3 separate regions of the Mus musculus genome follow, and all the other regions are linked to region 1. A link is a contact called in public promoter capture Hi-C data. All regions are on one chromosome and are shown on one strand. The core of a region is the stretch at or near the end of the contact, and the rest is flanking DNA. Distances in the headings are between cores, read along the strand shown. Region 1 holds the start of Plxdc2 (plexin domain containing 2). Region 2 has its middle 200 kb from the start of 4930515L03Rik. Region 3 overlaps Plxdc2 (plexin domain containing 2).

Region 1 (4,222 bases), core at 489-2,988:
CTGAGTGCTCATTCCTTGTTCACAACCACTCAAGGGAGAACAGAATTAATATCAAATATAATTAGTAGTCTATCCACAACCGGTGTCAGCCATTCAAAGTGCAGAAGGAAAACTCAACATCGATGACTGTCCCATTAATTTTTCATTAGGAAACCACTCTTTTAAACTTGATGTAAATACTCTAGATACACAGATTGAGATGTAATTGAGGATTTAAAACACTCTTGGTAGAGCAAAAATAAGAGAATTACAGTCTTAAGTCTGGTTGGCAAGAGGACATCAACCACTCAGAAGAAAGCTCAGGATTTATCAAGCATCTTGGAATAATAAAAGGTGTAAGCATGGAGTATTTAAACCTTCACAAATATCCCAAAATAGAGAAACGAGTCTTATTTTAGAGAAAACAGGCTTGTTAATGTTTTCAGTGGAAAGGCAAAAATTTCTGTATCGAATTTTGCAGTAATCTTGGCCCACTTCCAGTGGGTTTTGCTAGATGTTGAGATGGATTCAAAGCATACATGCATGCATTCTTCAAAGCATGGCAAGGCCAAGACAGTAACAAGCTACAGCATCGGCTGAACCCAGAACACTTTCGAATGTGTTTAAATTAGCTCTCCCTTTGTCTTCAAGAAAGAGCATTTCTCTTCAGGCTAGCAGATGATTTAAAAAATTAAGTTCACTTGGCTAATCCTCCTTTCTAGGACCTTCTATGAACTTCAGTATAAAATCTTCCTGATTTGATGCCTGGAGACCTGAGGCTTAAAGCTTAAATAAATTGCTCCTTGTGGAAAAAAAATTGAAGTACTAGCCCAGGCAGTGCTCCAGAACATGTATTTTTCACCAAGGATGCATTGTCTCTTTGCTTTCTATTTAGCCCCATTAAAAGATGGCTAAGTGTATGCAAATTAAATTAAATTAAATGTAAGCGGATAAGGGGCCTGGAAAGGGTTAATGCTGAAGCAGACCCTCAAGCTGAAAAAACAAAAACAAACTAGCAAGCAAAAACCCTTTAAACCCCCTATAGGAAATTCAATGGGCTTCCTGTTTCTTTAAACTCTCCCTTTCCCTCCTTCTGACACTTTACCAAACCGCGGTGGCGGCCTCAGGACCCTGCAGCCCAGAGCCACCTCCACCTCCCTCTGTGCGGGTCTGGGGTAGGAGGGGCTTTTGATGGGATGGGGGCTGGGAGTTGGGGGATGTCAGTAACCCTAGCGACTCAGGTTTGCTCCCCCGCCACCCAACGGTTGCCAGACCAGCCCTCAGTGAGGGATGAAATACTATTAACCCTTTAGTGCCCAGGCGGAAATCAGAAGATAGTGGGCGCTCCCTGGGGGGCCTCATCCCTCTCTACCCGCAGGCTGACACCCAAAAGCCACGGAAGCCTGGAGGGTGCAGGCGGCATCGGTTCCTCTGCAAAGGTCATGAACCGGGTGGGCGGATGGCGTCCGGGAGACTAGAATCTGCCACCGCCCCACTCGCACCAGTCCTCGGGTGTTTGGGGCCGCAATGGTCCTCTGGCTTTCCCCAGCCAGTCTTCTCGGGCTTCATCTGTGGGAGACTTTTCTGGCGCCCCCTCTCCCCCGAGAAAAGCTCAGCCAATGGACAGGTTGGTGCTGGCTGCGGGTTTTGGGAGGAAGGTGGGAGAAGCCTGGAGGAGAGAAGGGGAGGGAGGAGGGCGGAGGGAAGAGAGGAGGGTTCAGCGGTAGATCTAGCAAATGGCAAGCCGCCTTCCCTCCCCAAAGTGTAGAGCTGGAGCGCGGGGGAGCGCGGCGGCGCCTCCGCCACCAAACTCCTGGGGCTCCGCGGCGTTCGGAGCCACCTCCTGCCTAGCCCGGAGGGGCTCTCTTACCAGGCTGCAACCTCACTTTCCCGTTTTTCTTTTTCTTTAAAAAACACCCCCACCTCTCTTCTGCTCACAGCAGCTGGTGCATTCCCGGCTCTACTCTCCGGAGCTGCCCATCCCTCCGGCTGCGGGCGAGGACGCGCGCTCAGCCTTGGGCGAAGCAAAGAAGAAAAACTTGTCAGAGGGGTTTCTCCAGCCTCCACTAACCTCCTTCTCTCGGGAACACCAACCACCCGCCGGGGCCAGACCTAAGTCTGGGAAAGTTCCTCCGGTGCTCAGCGCCCTCTTGAATCTGGAACAGCACCGGCGCAGCCAGTGGAATTAGATCTGTTTTGAACCCAGTGGAGCGCGTCGCGGGCGCTCGGAAGTCACCGTCTGTGGGCGCCCGGGTGGCGCTGCCTGAGAGGACCCGGGAGTTTGCCGACCCTACTGCAAGTGACCTTTCCTCCCCTCACTTGGTTGATTGTGTCTCAGTTGGGGGCTGCGAGGGTGACAAGTTGCAGTGAGAGCTCCCGAAGTTCGGAGAGGGTTCAGCTGTCTCTCCTTCACTTCTGTTACCCGGAGTGAAATCCTAGCGAAACTGTCAGAGGCCTCCGGATCCCACCCAAGACTCACCAGCAGAGCTCGGCCGTGTCGCCCCATCCCCAGGGATAACCCCGGAGCCCAGGGTCTCAAGAAAAAATTCGTTGGGCAGGGGAGAGAGGTCGCGGCAGCGGCATGGCAAGGTTCCGGAGGGCCGACCTGGCCGCAGCAGGAGTTATGTTACTTTGTCACTTTTTAACAGACCGGTTCCAGTTCGCCCACGGGGAGCCTGGACACCATACCAATGGTAAGAAGTACTTTTCTCAATTGTTTTTGTGTGTGGCTGAAGATCCTTCCGGTGTCTTCGAACCTCCATCCTCATCTCACACCCACCCAAAGTATCTGCCCTTGGGAAACTTATCCTAGTTGTTTTTCTGGGAAACTTGAGTTTCTCGAATGGGGAAAGAGGTTTGCTTGATCAAAAGGTGTGGGAAACCAGGACTTCCCTGAAGCTATGATGCTTACTCCACCTGGGCGCCAGGGGGTGGTCCTGCCTAACCCCAAGTAGCCCAAAGAGGTCGGGGTGTGAGAGAGCCTGCTGCTGCGGATACCTCTCTGAATCTTGGTTACATCAGGTTGTTTCCCCTCTGGATTCTCATCCCTTGGAGCTCAGAGGCTCTTCCCTGTGCGCCGCGGAAGGGATGGATGGATGAACAATCTGATGACAGTCAGGGATGGCAGGTCGCCCCGTGCCAAGGGAAAACGCCTTGTGTCTGCACATCCCTCCTTCAGGCTATCCTCACTAGTTTTCTCATTGTGGGGTTACTAAGTGGATGCAGTAGAAGCAGCGGGGTTCAGGGATAGAGAAGAGGTGGAGAAGATGGGGACCAGTCGTGCCTATGAGGACAAGCCCTGGCCCCATTGTCCTCTGCCTGTCTGTTTCACAGACAGGCCCCAACATGCCAGCAGTTCCTCAGGGTTTCTTGACACTGTCCCTGGAGGAGAAGGGCCTCCAGATACTTGCAATTGGCCGCACCCTGTGCCCTGGTGATCTGTCTGGTTAGGTGTGTGGTAGTGAAGTGTCCTCCTACTGAGCAGGGACTGGCTAATCCAGCTTTCTCCCAAGACCACTCATTCCACTGTGACCCCACAGATTGCTCCCCATCTCTGCCCTTCAGCAAAGAAATGAACAGGCAGGTCAGTGAAACACTGGGGCAGGAATCTGTGAACTCTTGTAGACTCCCAGCAGGAGTGAGAGCAAAGAGCACTTGAAGAGAAAAAGAAAGGAAAACTTCCTGGTTAGGACAATCACTTTGGTTCTGTTTTGCTCTGTACACCTCTTTGTTTAATTCAAGAAAGACTGGTAAATGGTTCTTCAGAAAGTATGCATGTATACCCAGCTGTCAGCCTTCAAGGAGTCACAGAAAGAAGTCCGGGAGGTACACCTGGGGACTCCAGGTGAGAATAAGAGTTTACAAAAACCTTGAATAAAATGTTACCATCTTGAGACAAATAGGATAATCCAAGTCATGCGTGTACCTGAGTTGCAAATTTTAAGAGAGGAAAAAAATTACTTTCTTGGTGCTCCTATTTAAGGCTGGCTCCTATTTAAGTGTGTGTGTGTGTGTGTGTGTGTGTGTGTGTGTGTGTGTGTGTGTGTGTGCTGGGGACCAGCACATGAAGACCACAGGATAAAAGCTGAGATTAAAATTCTTGGATTTTTTTTGTCACCTCTGGTCATCCTCATCAATGAACATAAGTTCTTGGCTATTTATAATTTATATTAGCACACCATATTTCTGTTTATTTTCTTGGCACATTGCATTGGCTGAAAAAAATAACAGTTTTACTTTCTTC
Region 2 (4,222 bases), core at 1,056-3,555, 460 kb after region 1:
TTTTGGTTTGATTTTTTGTTTGTTTGTTTGTTTATCTGTTGAGGCTCGTTATGTTCAATTTTGGAGAATGTACAGTGAAGAGCTGACAGAAGGTTATATATTTGCATTTGGGTAAAATATTTTGTAGATATCTGTTAAGTCCATTTGGCTCCTGAGTTCTGTTAGTTTCATTATTTCTCTGTTTAATTTATGATCTTATAACCTGTCTGTTGGGGAGAGTGGGGTATTGAAGTCTCCCATGATTAATGTGTGAGGTTCCATGTATGATTTAAGCTTTGGTCATGTTTCTCTTACAAATGTGTGTGCTGTTGCATTTGGGTCATAGATATTCAGAATTGAGACATTATCTTGAAGGGTTTTCTTTGTTGAGTATGAAGTGTCCCTTCCACATCTCTTTTGATTACTTTTGGTTAAAAGTCTATTTTACAAGATATTAAAATGGCTATTCTAGCTTGTTTCTTGGGTTCATTTGCTTGGAAAACTTTTCAAGCCCTTTACTCTGAGTTAATGTCTATCTTTATGGATGAGGTATGTTTCTTTTATGCAGCAAAATTATGGATTTTGTTTACACATTCACTGTTCGCCTGTGTCTTTTTATTGGTGAATTGAGTTCATTAATGTTAAGAGATATTAATGAACAATGGTTGTTAGTTCCCTTTATTTTGATGTGATATTAGTGTGCATGTGTGTGTATGTGAGTGTGCACCTGTTTCTCTTCTTTCGGTTTTGCTATGGAATTATTAATTTATTGTGTTTTCTTGGCTTTACTGTCCTTGTGTTGGAGTTTTTCTTTTATTATTCTCTGTAGGGCTGGATTAGTGAAAAGATATTGCTTAAATTTGGTTTTGCCACCAATTATCTTGGTTTCTCCATCTATGGTGATTACAAGATTTGCTGACATCTATGCTTTTTTAGGGTCTGCAAGACATCTGTCCAGGCCCTTTTGGCTTTTAGTCTAACATCAACATTCTATGGAGAAGTCAGGTGCAATTCTGTTAAGTCTGCCTTTATATGTTATCTGGCCTTTTCCCCCTTGCACCTTTCAATATTATTTCTTTGTTCTGTACATTCAGTGTTTTGATTACTATGTGTCAGGAAGATTTTCTTTTCTGATCCAATCCATTTGGTGATCTGTAAGTTTCTTGTACATTTATAGCCAACTGTTTCTTTAGGTTGGGGAAATTTTCTTCTATGATTTTTTTGAAGATATTTTCTGGAATTTTAATTTGTGAATCTTCTCTTCTTCTAATCCTATTATTCTTAGGCTTGGTCTTTTGATAGTGTCCCAAGTTTGCGGGATACTTTGTATTAGAAACGTTTTGATTTGGCATTTTCTTAATACATCTTTGACTGATGTATCAATTTTTATATCGTATCTTTCTCCTGGGATTCTCTCTCTCTCTCTCTCTCTCTCTCTCTCTCTCTCTCTCTCCCCCCCCCCCCCTCTCTCTCTCTTTCCTTCTATTTTTCCTGAGATAGGGTTTCTCTGTATAGCCCTGGCTGTCCTGGAACTCACTCTGTATACCAAGCTCGCCTCAAACTCAGAAATCTGCTCTTCCATCTCTTGTATTTTGTCAGGTCGAGCATCAAACTGTTTATACAGCAGAATAGCAAGAAGCCAGATGAGATACAAGCCACCACTATACAAAAGGAATGTATGCATCAAAAGAAGGCAGGGACCAGGCTGCTGCTACTAAGTAGGGAGCCAGGTGTAAAGCTAGTCTATTGTTAAGCCCACCACCAGGGGTTCTGCACTAGCAGACCTTCTCATGAATACTGCAATACCACAACCCCCCTCCCCCTTATTTCCTGGGTCTTCAGAAGAATTCACCAACTTGCTCCTAATATGAAGCTTGCTATACCTGGCTGTAGAGAAGATTCCTGTCTCAGTGGGATTCCCTAGCTCTATTATGGTATTCCCTTGTTTGGGTGAGATTTGCTACTGTCCTTAGTAAAGACTTTGCAGACCAGCTCTGAGCTGCTGGCTCTATCTTTTGTAATGCTTAATGAGTTACTGAATAGGTAACTTCCTTACTGCATTCCTGCCAGATTCCAAGCTCTGTAACCTTGAAACACTGGTGAAGGCTCTGGCTATGTCAGAATTCAATATTAAAAGGCACTTATAATAAGATAACACTAAAAGAGAGCACGTGGATCCATACCCCAGACTAACACGGGAATAGGGTATGAGTATACAGGTTAATGAGAATGCCAAAGCTCCAGGAGGTGAGTTTCCCTGAAACTCTATGCCTCGTGAGTGCTCCCAGGCTTCTCAGCCTGTCAAACAGACTTCACTGGAGGGTGTGTGGCAGTACAAGACCTTTGGTGTAGTTAGAGCTGGTAGTCCCTGATGGCAGCAGGACTCTGATTGTCTAGGATGTCATCAGGCCTCCAGGAAAGTAGGCTGAGTTGTGACCCAAGGAGTGCAGTGCAGATCCAGGATTGCATGTAGAGGTGTGGATGGGAAGATGGAACCCAAAGGGGACAGGGAAGACCTAAGGGTTGCTGGGCTTGCTAGGAGCCCCCAAGAGGGTGAGTTAGGGCATGGATGTCTCACTTGGCTGTTCTTGGGGACAGCAGGCCACCCAGAGGCAGGCTGAGCTGTGGCCCTGATGTGGAGTGCAGATCAGAGATTCTCACTACACATTTTATTCAAACACAAACAAGGTCTCAAGAAGAGTTCCCTCAGGTTTTGAAATTCATCTCTAAAGATGATGTCTTAGTAAATTCAACACTGAAAACACAAGCAGAGGAACCTGAGTTTCAGTCTCAAGACCTGTGTAAAAAGCCTGGCATAGCAGTCCAGAGCAGAGAATACAGAGCTGGGAAGGTAGAGACAAACAAATGCTTGGGGCTTACTGGACAGCTATGCTAGCTTAAATAAATAGCTGAGTTTGGGGTTCAGTGAGAGACCCTGTCTCAAAAAAATAAGCTGGAAAGCAATTGGAGACACAGAACATCAACCTTTGACCTCCAGATGCACACACAGACTCACCTAGACACACATGTACACACATTCACAAAGGTGCACACACACATTGATGCACATTCATGACATGTGAAATATATAACAACAACATAAAATGCAATGGACCATGGATAGCTGCTATAATTCTAAAAAAGAAAAGCAACACTGGGGTACGTTTACTCTCTGAACCCAGAAAGAGGAAAAGCCATGCAACACAGAAGTCAAGATTCCTACAAGGCAAAATTTCATGTTTTGATATTTAGCCTCTTTTTTATTGTTTATCTACTACTGCATTTTAATTTACCATCACATATATGAAAATAGTTTCTAGTAAGCCTAAGCAAGGGAAACAATTCAGCCCTGAACACTGACCCTTCATGTTACCTAAGTATAAAAATAGTCCAAAATTGAAGATAAAACGGAAAAAAATTCCACTCATGCATTGTGCTTAATTATATGCTCCAAAAAATAAAATCATCTTTATACTGATGTCAAGCATGAAAAACATCAATGCAGTATCCAAGTAACTGGCGATTATTAATGCACAATGCAGAAAATAACGTAAGAGCTGATGCTTCTGTCTGCAGTTTCTGCCTGTTATCTGAGCCAGGATACACATATACACACTCACACACACTCATACTCACAATCATGTACCTACATAGATTCATACACATACATGTTCACATACTCTCATATACACACACACACATACACACTCTTGCACACACAGGCATGTTCCCTCTACAGAAACAGATTCAATCCTTCCATGAAATGGGGAAGAAGCACAGAGTTTATAGCCAGACTTTGGGTTTAGTTTGCCATTTCCTTTGCTGTACACTCAACAAGTACTCAATATTTGGGATTTCATTTTTTCCGTATCTAAATTTAAAATATAATTAATATTCATTTTCTAGTTGGCTCTATGAAATAGATAGCCTTAAAAGGTTCCAAAAATTGCCTTTTTTTCCCCTTATCAATTTTCCAATTGAAAAAAATTCATACAGTACATTATGGTCATGATTTTTCCTACCCCAATTCCTCTAGGATCTCTTCACCTCCATATCCAATCAAGTTGATGCTTATGTTCAATTTCTCTCTCTCTCTCTCTCTCTCTCTCTCTCTCTCTCTCTCTCTCAAACAAAAAACAAAAACTAAAGAAAATAGAAACACATGTACAGATTGACAAAAATACAAAAGTGTAAATATCTGAAACGAACCAAAATGAGACAAAAAAGCCTACACAAATACCAC
Region 3 (4,222 bases), core at 685-3,184, 310 kb after region 1:
TTACTATTCATTCTGCAGGAAAAAAATATTAGCCAAGAAGAAATGGAGTCTCTAACGCTCCCCTGCTCATGCTGTATCAGGCCATAATGAAACATGGGAATTGATGTGTTCTGCTTTATAATCGTCCTAGGAACAGGAAAATGTTACTCTCTTCAACAACGTGTCCACACGTGACCGAGTACACCACTCTGCCACATAAGCTCCTGTATAAGAAACGCACAGTTGCATTTAATGATCAGCTGAAAGAGGAAATAAATACACACTTTTAAATGTCAGAATATAGAAAGCACAAGGTTTCTGTAATACAAAGCATGGACCCCCCCCCCCATCCTCTAATCCTAGAAAATAAGGTAATCTCTAGAGATCCATTACTTACTGCTACTTATGCTAACAGAATATAGGTAAATATTTAAGTCCCTTGCAAAATTATGTTAGGAAGTCTCACTATTGGGAACAATCCCTCTGTAGATTTTTGTTTCTGATCTTCTCACTGAGTGTATTTTGAGAATAACCAATTATTAAACCAAGTAATGGGTAATTTTCTTCATTTCACAGTTAGGTTAACGCTCTAGTGATTAGTCACAGATGTCCCTTTCATGTTAACATTTGCTAACGACGTGGACTTGCTTCTCTCTCCTCACACTTAGTATTCCAATATTCGATTTTAACTTCTGGGGGCTGACTGACTTTCTTCAGCCAGCCTCATTGCCCCCCGCCCCCTCCCCTTTGAGCTAAACAAGGAATTCATTTCCTGAAATAGAAGTAGAAAATTCATAGTTTCCTGAAAAACAAAACCAAAGGAACTTAAAACTGTGAAACTTATTTTAACACACAAATAAAGTTTTAGCAAGGAAGCTTAACTATATAGCTGCTGGTCTGCCTGAAAGTTTTCTATCACAAGCCCTGAGAGGGACAGTGTACAAATCTCTTAGCATATTTCTGTCTATGCCTTTCCTCATCAATATTATCTGTCACGTTCATATATTAAGCTCTTTTCCATCAGTAATTCTTACGTCAAATATGTTGACCTGGCTTATGCTATCCTGTGCTTTTGTTCTATTATTATATTGCACATCTCAATAAGGACACCCTATAGTGTCCAGAAAAAAAAAAAAAGAAAGAAAGAAAAAACGTCAGTTAATTTGTATAGCAATGTGTCTCAAAATTCCCTTGTATTTGAGCTCTGGAAGACATTCATTTGTACAAGTTTTGACATAGGAGCAATATTTTCCCATGTTTGGAGACATGACAACTGTTCCAAGGAGTTAGTCACGATTATGTAAAACAAGCTTTCGCTTTAATTCTCGAAATGATAGCAGAGCAGCACACTGACCCAGAGCGCCTCATTTCTTGTTCACCAGGTTCTACATGACTGGAAGCTTCTTCCATATGTAAATGTGACAGAGACACACTTCTATTTGCCTACTAAACCTGAAACATTAGATTTTTACATTATACTTAATTAATTTTAAGTTCAAGAACAACATGTGACAAATGGCTGTCATACTAGACATGGCAAAAATAAACCTTGTACCTACATATATTTAAATCAAATTTTGACAGCCATGTATAATATTTGCATAAATATTTTCAGTTTAAAAATAACTTAGGAATTATATATGATTGATGATGAATTTTCAAGTATAAGTGTACCCATTCAACAGTAAATTTGAAACATAATAATTATATAAACAATAATTTATAATTTTGAATTGATGTCATTTGTAATTTAACAATTATAACTTTTGATGTGAGATGGAAAACACAAGCAATTGTGTGATGTTTTTCTTCTAAATTATTTCACAGTGCTTGCAGTTTAAGTCCTTCCAGAAGAGCCTCGTTTATTATTTTCAAAGTCCTCTCTTTAGTTCACTTAGGCCAGATCAGCCTATAAATCTGCAGTGAATGGTGTAAGCTGATCTCCATTCTATCCAAGTACAAAGCCTTTCAAAATTATTCATTCTGTAGAACAGAAAATTGCTTCCCTTTGCAGCACTGTACCACTAGCTCCTTTGATTCTCAGGCATTTGCTACCTCACCAAAGGATCAGTGTGTGTGTGTGTGTGTGTGTGTGTGTGTGTGTGTGTGTGTGTGTGTGTGTGAGTTTGTGTGAAAATGTTCATCTGTGTGTGTAAGAGAATGTGTTTGTATGTATAAGTAAATATGCATGAGAAAATGTGTGTTTGTGTTTGAATTTGTGTCTGTTTCTCTATCTGTGTGCTTGTGGCATATCTTCTGTGTCCATAGAGAAAGCATAACAGGACAGGACTTTGTGTATCCTCTGCTGTCAATCTCTTCCTTATTACTATGAGAGAGCCTGTCACTGAACCTGAAACTTGGCATTTCCTAGAGACTGGTTGGCCAGGAACTCAGGGATGTGCCTCTCTGCACACTCCCCAGAAAGGCTGATGAGCAGCCACCCCCAGCCATTTCCTGAGTGGTATGGATTCAGACTTATCTTTTGTGAATTATGCAAGTGCTCATGCACTATCCAATCTCCCAGCCCACAGAGATGAATTTAAAAACAAACAAAAAACCCCACAGAACACAGAATTCTTTGGATGTTAGGAAACTCTAATTCCCCTATACTGGGGCATAGAACCTTCACAAGACCAAGGGCCTCTCCTCCCATAAATGATGGACTAGGCCATCCTCTACTACATATGTAGCTAGAGCCATGAGTCCCGCCATGTGTTTTCTTTGGTTGGTGGTTTAGTCCAAGGGAGCTCTGGGGGTACTGGTTAGTTCATATTGTTGTTCCTCCTATGAGGCTGCAAACCCCTTAGGCTCCTTGGGTCCTTTCTCTAGCTCCTTCATTGGGGACCCTGTGCTCTGCCCAATGGATAGCTGTGAGCATCCACCTCTGTATTTGTCAGACACTGACAGAGCCTCTCAAGAGATAGCTATATCAGGCTCCTGTCAGCAAGCTCTTGTTGGCATCCACAATAGTGTCTGGGTTTGGTGGTTGTTTATGGGATGGATCCCCAGGTGGGGTATTCCCTGAATGGTCATTCCTTCAGTCTCTGCTCTGAACTTTGTCTCTGTAGCTCCTTCAATGGTTATTTTGTCCCCCCTTCTGAGAAGGATCCAAGTATCCTCTCTTTGGTCTTCCTTCTTGCATTTCATGGAAGTGGGAGTGGGTGGGTTGGTGAGCAGCAGGAGGGGGGAGGGGATAGAGGGTTTTTGGAGGGGAAACTAGGAAAGTGGATAGCATTTGAAATGTAAATAAAGAACGTATCTAACAATAAATAAATAAATAATAATAAAAATAAAGAAAATATCCAATAAAAATGATATTTTGGGGGTATGAAAGGATATGAATACAAAAGTTGAACATATTTTTATGTATTATTTGATTCTCAAAATACTCAATTTGATTAATATGTTTGATGTATAAAATGCATTTATATAATAAAAAATTTAAGAAAAAAAAGAAAAGAAAGCTCTAATTCATAAACCTTAAATATCTGAGAACTTCTCTAGGGATGCCATAAACAAGAAACTCTAGTTAAACTATTTCATTTAATTTTTTGTGTCTTCATTGACTTTTCATCTGAGCCCAAATATGCCAAGCAAGACCAAGTTTTTTACTTACTTAAATTGCTTTTTGATTTATTCACAGTAGTGAGTTTATGTTGGTTATAATATAAAATCTTAAGCACCATAGAAACAATTTTAACACAAGGTTAAAGGGCAGGCATTTGCATGTTCGTTTGCTCAATGCATATTTGCTGGATGCTGAGTGGGACAGAATAAATTGAAGTAAGTAAGCAAGTGTGAACATAAAGTGTTTTTATATCACTCAATCACTAAACGTAGTGCTTATCATTGCAGACCCTTCTCAGTAGCTGCATTATTCCATAAAGCAGGGGGGCACATGTTGATATCAATCTTTGCTGAAATTTGCTACCAGTTAGAATTGTGTTTGTTTGTTAAATTATAACTTGATACTATATGCTTTTTTTACTTATCTGTTTTATTTGCCTCAAACTTTTACTGTTATTTTATTAATTGCTTCCCTCAAGCATTTGTTTAATTTACACCTACCTACTACACAAGGAAGATTGTAATTTTAACTAGCTTAGTTACCTCAACTTATAAACATGCTGGCATGTTAATTTTCCAACTGAATTTTGATATTGAAAACTTGCTTCTCAGTAGTTTGGACTAATGTGGTATAGAACAGACATCTAAATGATTGAGCCCTAAATGCTATCCACTC

The links. Promoter capture Hi-C pulls out the DNA fragments that hold promoters and counts their contacts.
Region 2: a promoter capture Hi-C map of embryonic stem cells shows a contact between it and region 1, with 2.3 times the contacts expected there. The contact joins the enhancer-like site here to the promoter of Plxdc2 in region 1. A contact is called at or near these places in 6 of 39 promoter capture datasets (the 3T3-L1 cell line, cranial neural crest, embryonic stem cells and 3 more), 2 of 484 Hi-C or Micro-C datasets (cortical neurons and uterus), 3 of 115 datasets of contacts at active chromatin or transcription factors (epiblast stem cells, fibro-adipogenic progenitors and kidney) and 1 of 9 other capture datasets (adipose tissue).
Region 3: a promoter capture Hi-C map of second pharyngeal arch cranial neural crest shows a contact between it and region 1, with 2.1 times the contacts expected there. The contact joins the enhancer-like site here to the promoter of Plxdc2 in region 1. A contact is called at or near these places in 1 of 39 promoter capture datasets (second pharyngeal arch cranial neural crest), 3 of 484 Hi-C or Micro-C datasets (cerebral cortex, muscle stem cells and nephron progenitors), 5 of 115 datasets of contacts at active chromatin or transcription factors (embryonic limb bud, fibro-adipogenic progenitors, microglia and 1 more) and 1 of 9 other capture datasets (adipose tissue).

Annotation. Positions count from the first base shown.
Region 1 is chr2:16,354,566-16,358,787 of GRCm38.p6, forward strand. It overlaps Plxdc2 (plexin domain containing 2), which reads left to right and starts at 1,739. Exons shown (of 14, transcript NM_026162.6): 1 at 1,739-2,672. The coding sequence starts at 2,561.
Region 2 is chr2:16,809,801-16,814,022 of GRCm38.p6, forward strand. No RefSeq gene overlaps it. Among named protein-coding and RNA genes, the nearest start is that of 4930515L03Rik, 200 kb to the right of the region's middle. Within about 2 kb of position 2,306, at least 11 of the 459 cell types and tissues checked have an H3K27ac peak or open chromatin away from gene starts, as enhancers often do. A contact at or near this core is called in embryonic stem cells and epiblast stem cells, where this site is marked.
Region 3 is chr2:16,662,772-16,666,993 of GRCm38.p6, forward strand. The region is part of intron 7 of Plxdc2 (plexin domain containing 2); the gene reads left to right. Among named protein-coding and RNA genes, the nearest start is that of Plxdc2, 310 kb to the left of the region's middle. Within about 2 kb of position 1,935, at least 7 of the 459 cell types and tissues checked have an H3K27ac peak or open chromatin away from gene starts, as enhancers often do. A contact at or near this core is called in second pharyngeal arch cranial neural crest, where this site is marked.